Regions from separate parts of the Mus musculus genome. Here region 1 is linked to region 2. The links are chromatin contacts, called in public promoter capture Hi-C maps. All regions are on one chromosome and are shown on one strand. The core of a region is the stretch at or near the end of the contact, and the rest is flanking DNA. Distances in the headings are between cores, read along the strand shown.

What was found. Capture Hi-C pulls out chosen DNA fragments and counts their contacts.
Region 1: a promoter capture Hi-C map of pancreatic islet shows a contact between it and region 2. The contact joins two enhancer-like sites. A contact is called at or near these places in 2 of 39 promoter capture datasets (embryonic stem cells and trophoblast stem cells), 1 of 484 Hi-C or Micro-C datasets (brain) and 3 of 9 other capture datasets (adipose tissue, liver and pancreatic islet).

The regions. Positions count from the first base shown.
Region 1 is chr14:60,299,349-60,302,048 of GRCm38.p6, forward strand. It overlaps Mtmr6 (myotubularin related protein 6), which reads left to right. Exons shown (of 14, transcript NM_144843.4): 14 at 925-2,700. The coding sequence ends at 1,173. Among named protein-coding and RNA genes, the nearest start is that of Mtmr6, 35 kb to the left of the region's middle. Within about 2 kb of position 1,368, at least 22 of the 459 cell types and tissues checked have an H3K27ac peak or open chromatin away from gene starts, as enhancers often do. A contact at or near this core is called in pancreatic islet, where this site is marked.
Region 2 is chr14:60,185,611-60,188,310 of GRCm38.p6, forward strand. LOC108168164 (a long non-coding RNA gene) reads right to left here. Exons shown (of 3, transcript XR_001781273.2): 2 at 1,171-1,264; 3 at 548-715. Among named protein-coding and RNA genes, the nearest start is that of Gm33582, 15 kb to the left of the region's middle. Within about 2 kb of position 1,316, at least 4 of the 459 cell types and tissues checked have an H3K27ac peak or open chromatin away from gene starts, as enhancers often do. A contact at or near this core is called in pancreatic islet, where this site is marked.

The DNA.
Region 1 (2,700 bases), core at 118-2,617, 110 kb after region 2:
TGTGTGTGTGTGTGTGTGTGTGTGTGTGTGTGTACATATTATGTGTACATATATACACACACACACTTTTTTAAAAATGCTAGACAGTTCTTTTTTGTTCAGAGAACAGTCCTGTCTGCCTCAGAGATGGATGTTTTTCATTGTCTCTTAGGTAAGAGAGTGGTGACTGCTGGGGAAAACTAGAGGGCACATATTAGTGTTCAAGAAAGGGAGGGCAAGATAGGCAGCAAGGGACAGTTGTCTGGAGTTGATTTGGAGAGCTTGATGCTCTGCTATGGGACACTTTAAATATTACGTTAAAAAAATGTGCTACCTTCCAAAGGCTGATCTGTTCCCTTGGCAACCCGTCGTGAGGGATGCCTGTGAGAAGCTCGTCAGGGTCGGTGGGACCTTTAGCTGAGTTAGGTGTGATTGCTGTGTTACAGTGAATTCAGTCAGGTTGAGCATATCCTCTGTGTCCTTGTCCTGATGAAATGATTACTTGTTAAAGTTTCTAAGGAATATGTGTGTTTCTGGCATGTGCAGACCTAGTGGCCTATACAGTCAAATCTGGTTGAAACAATTGACAAACGTAAACACTTAATGAAGCATTTTCTTTGATAAATTTCAAGCTCTTGAGATTTCCTTTTTTTGAGGGGCTGGGGTTCGAGACAGTGTTTCTCTGTGTAGCCCTGGCTGTCCTGGAACTCACTCAGGCTGACCTTGAACTCAGAAATCCGCCTGCCTCTGTCTCCCAAGTGCTGGGATTAAAGGCGTGTACCACCGCTGCCCGGCTTGCTCTTGGGATTTTTAGTTATTGAGTTCATAATTGTGTATCATACACAAGGGGAACACTTGTAAAAGCATATTTTCTTCACTCCATGTAGATCGATCACCTGTTAGCTGTAGTTACTAATGTTTTTTCAACGTTTTGTTTTGCTTTAGAAAATTAAGCAATGCAAAAATGGCATCCTAACGAAGGAGTTGCTGCATGCTGTCCACCCTGAATCACCTGCCCTGAAAACCTCGCTGTGTCTCAAAGAGCCGAGTCTGCTTCCCGTGAAGGACACACTCCGAGCTATAGAGGGCAGCAGCCCAGCAGATAATCGCTACTGTGACTATGCCGAGGAATTTTCTAAGTCGGAGCCTACCGTGGTCAGCTTGGAGTACGGGGTGGCCAGAATGACTTGTTAGCCTCCTTCCGTGATCCCTGGATGACTGTAGTGTAAGAAATGTATAGTTGTGAGGATGGTCTGTACACATGGGCAGGAGGGGTTGTTGAGTGACTTTGGGGCTTAGCAGTAAGTGAGAAAGTAGGTAGCTGAGAAAAGGATCATAGCAACTCTTGAGAGGAGTGAGTCAGCTAAGTGCCATTTGTAACAAGAACATACTCATTTCTGTAGGAAGTGAGTGCTAGTGTGTGTATGTACTGGAAAGGGGTTACACAGGACTGGTGAGCTGACAGTCTGTTGATTCAGATGTTAATTCCAGCCACGCTCAGTAGCTTTCCTCTAACTCTGAGAAAACAGACCTGACAACCTGAACCCTCAGTGACTGATGTGGCATGTGCTTTCAGTTCTGGAGCTGTGTGACTGTGGATTTTGCAGTCACAAAAATCCAAATATATAGTCAAAAATATAGTGACGTTTTAACATTAAAGTGCCATGAAAAGTACTTATGGGACAGCCTTAAAGTAGACTCTCAGTTTATTCTGTGGGTTTTATAGCCGAGGACAGGATGTTTGATCTCTCCTTTAATCAGCCTTATTTCATATGAAGAACTAACTGCACTCTGATTACTTGGGGGCCGCACACTGCAGTGCTCCACCATGGAAAGTTGTAGACATACTCTGCTAGTTTGTAATTAGCCAGCTCCACCCGTATTTAAAATCAGTGTTACCGAAGGCTTTGTTCTCGTTGTCATTTGTTCCAAGCTGCAGCTGACAGTTCATTATTCACAGCTTAGAGGACTCATTTCTTAGGCTAGTATAAGCACATTTGGCATTTACTTTCGGCTTACTGCAGTCTATTAATTCTTACTCTGTGGTTGGCTTTAATCCTTTGATAACTGTACATTTAAAGTGGCAAAGCTCTAAAGCGTTCTGAGTACTAAATACATTTTTAACTTGACTGTAGCTGCCTATAAACTTTCAGGTAAAGGAAAAAGGGAAGTGCGGGTAGTGGAGATTTTGCTTGGTTACGAATTCTAAAGCAATCATTTTTGTGTGGAGCATATTTCCTTACTCTTAATATAGGAGGGGCAGAGAAGGGAGCACTGGGGGAGCCAGCTAATGTCCAACAGAAGCAGCTTTGACGCAGGAAAAGGTTTATTTTGCTTTATAGGCTCATTGTTATTCTGTGCACTGGGGCATACATATCTTTTCTAAAAAATCACTTACAACTGTCAGTATTACCAGCTGGCTCTCAAAGTTTAATATCATTGATGGTGTGTGAGGTACAGTTCAGGGGCACTACAAAATCTGTGTACATTGTCTTATATACCTCCTGACCACACCTATATCTGTAGTATTTCTTGTGTTAGTTTTGAACATATGTATCTTTTTTTTTTTTTTGGGAAAAAAAAGGAAAGCTTTATCGTATATGATTTTATCTAGTCCTTATTTTTCCAATTCACTTCTGTAAGACCTTATGTAATAAAAACACTGCATTTTAAAAAGTAACAGAAATATACTAAAAATTACAATGTATAATGAACAGTGTT
Region 2 (2,700 bases), core at 66-2,565:
GCTGGAGTGTGCACTATTGGTGTGTACACAGTTTCACACCTACTCACATTAAAATCCAAGGGCACATAATCAAACTGTCTGCTGGAAGCAGAGGTGAGCAGATCCCTCTGGAAGGACAGGCAGTAAGCTATGAAGATGGGATACAGGAGTCTCAATTCAGAGGTCTCTCCTTTGCTCTCCTAGCTAGAAACCATTAGAGCAGCCACATGCACAGATTAACCCCGCTTATACTAGAGGTGCCAAGGACAGTGACAGAACAGTGGTAGACTCTGTCCTGGGGCAGGTAGAGACACAGCACCTTGGCTGTGTCCTCTAACGTAGGAGCCATCTTTAAAGTCAGTCATTTCAAAACTGTTATCTGGGGATGGAGAGATGTCTCAGCAGTTAAGAGCATTTACTGTTCCTGCAGAGGAACTGGGTTCAGGTCCCAGCACCCACATGACTCACGACTACATGTAACCCCAGTTCCAGGGGATCCAATGCCCTGTTCTGACCTCCAGGGTTCCTGGAGGCACATGGCACACATTCATACACTTGGGGACATAAATACACATGAAAGAAATAATTTTTTAAAGTTGTGTTGTCCTGGATGAAAATTCTCACACTTGGATTTATCTTTTCTTGAGGAATTAACATGACTCTTCAAAGTGATGGATGCTCTCTGTGCTTCTTGTAGATCACATGATTCACAGTGCAAGTGTTTTTGATTCTACAGCTGGGGACAGAAAAATGACTTTTGAAATATATAGCATTCAAAAGCTAAATCCATGGTTACATCCAATTTTTGAGTCTAAGAGGTCCAAGGAATCTGATAGACTCTTCTGCTCTCCACAAGCAACATACACACACACACACACACACACACACACAGTGCACACAGGCAAAACTCTCATAGAAGTAATAATAATGATGATGATAGTAATAATAAAAATAAAGTTAACATTATTTTTAAAAGTTCCCAAAATTTGTTTGAGAAAAATCACATATAAATGCTTCAAGGCCAACTTACTTAAAATTGAAAGAGGCTGTATTTGGCTCCAAGACTATCAGTCTCTGAGATTTGGAACTGTAGAGAAGATTTAAGTACTTCTTTTTGTCACCCAAAAGAAAGGGCCACAGGGAGTAAGTTTTCTCCTTTAACCTTAGGGAATAAGCACACAAAAGTCTTACCTAGAGATCCTCAGCGCTAATGCTATAGATCAGGTGGTTGCTTTCTGTTGCTTCCAGCTGGAGACTCACCTCTCCTGCCTGAGCTCTGCTTTCCCTGCATTTGGGAGATCAGCTTCAGCAGTCAGAAAAGCACTCAGCACTGTTTGCTTTCTCTGTGTTGATTTAGCCTGATGCTGTCAGTTACAATAAACAAGTCTCCATCTCCCGCCTTTATCTGGACTGCAGCTTAATGTAGGCCATGGAATTAGGAGAGTGGGAAAAACTCAGACCATGTTATACTGAATGAGTAGCCCCAGTGAAAATGATAACTTACTAAACATATAAAGACATGTACACACACACACGCACGCACGCACGCACACACACACGCACGCACACACGCGCACACACACACACACATATATACACACACACACACACACGCACACACACGCACGCACGCACGCACGCACACACACATGCACCACACCCTGCTCCTCCTCTCTCAGCTTCACCAAAGGCCATGGAAATGAGATCAGCAGGAACCCCCCCCCCCCACACACACACACACAACTTGGCAAATGGGCTCCTCAGTGGTGAGAATTTCTTAAATGGGCAAAATCTGGACGATATTTTGTGAAATTAGCACTGCACAGTTGGTTTGCAGTCAGCACCATCATTTTCATGGGGTGAGAATATTTTAGCTCATTGTCCTCCCTTACCTTTCCTCCACTGTTCTCTGATTTTTTTTTTCTCTGAATAGCAAGAGATAGCAGAGGGAGACACGTTTCAGCCAAGGCTAGTTTGTTCTGAATAATTTAACCCCCAAAACGCTGAAAGTAGCATTTAGGCAGAATGGAGCATTCTCGGGACCTTCTGAATACACTGGCCAGTGAGGAAGAGAGAAGCCAGCACTCTAGAGCTCTGATGGAGACCAGGCATGAATGGAACATGACTCAAGGGACTCACGTTCACAGGCAAGATAGGTTCCCTCCCCAGGGGGACCTCCCCTTCTCAGAGGAGGAAGGGTGGGGCAGGTGGGGGAGGGTATGTATGTCGAGGGAGGGGACTGGAAGGGTAGGGGCTGCAATTGGGATGTAAAGTGAATAAATAATTTAATAGAAAAAACAGATAGGCTCCCTCTATACTGCTTTTTTCATCCCATCTAGCTCCAGACCCACCACAGAGCAGGTAGCCATGGCTGTCAGAGGTTACCTGAACATAGCCTGACAGGACAGAGAGCAGGTGAACCCCACTTCTGTGGCTTTTCAGAAGCTCTTTGTGTACCACACATTTCACTCTTTCCCAGAATGGATCCACGTGCTCCTCCCCAAAAAACAGTGCCAATATACACCATTGCATTGGTGACGGAACTTTAGAAAAACAAGTCTATTGAACACACTTAGCCAATTTCTCCCCTCATATTCTGGAGAACAAGAGGCTCACTTATGAATAAAGGGTAGGTAGGAACTAGTGGGATGTGACATACGCTTGTCATCTCAGCCCTCGGGGAGGAGGCATGAGCATTGCTGACTTCCAAATGTGGGCGAC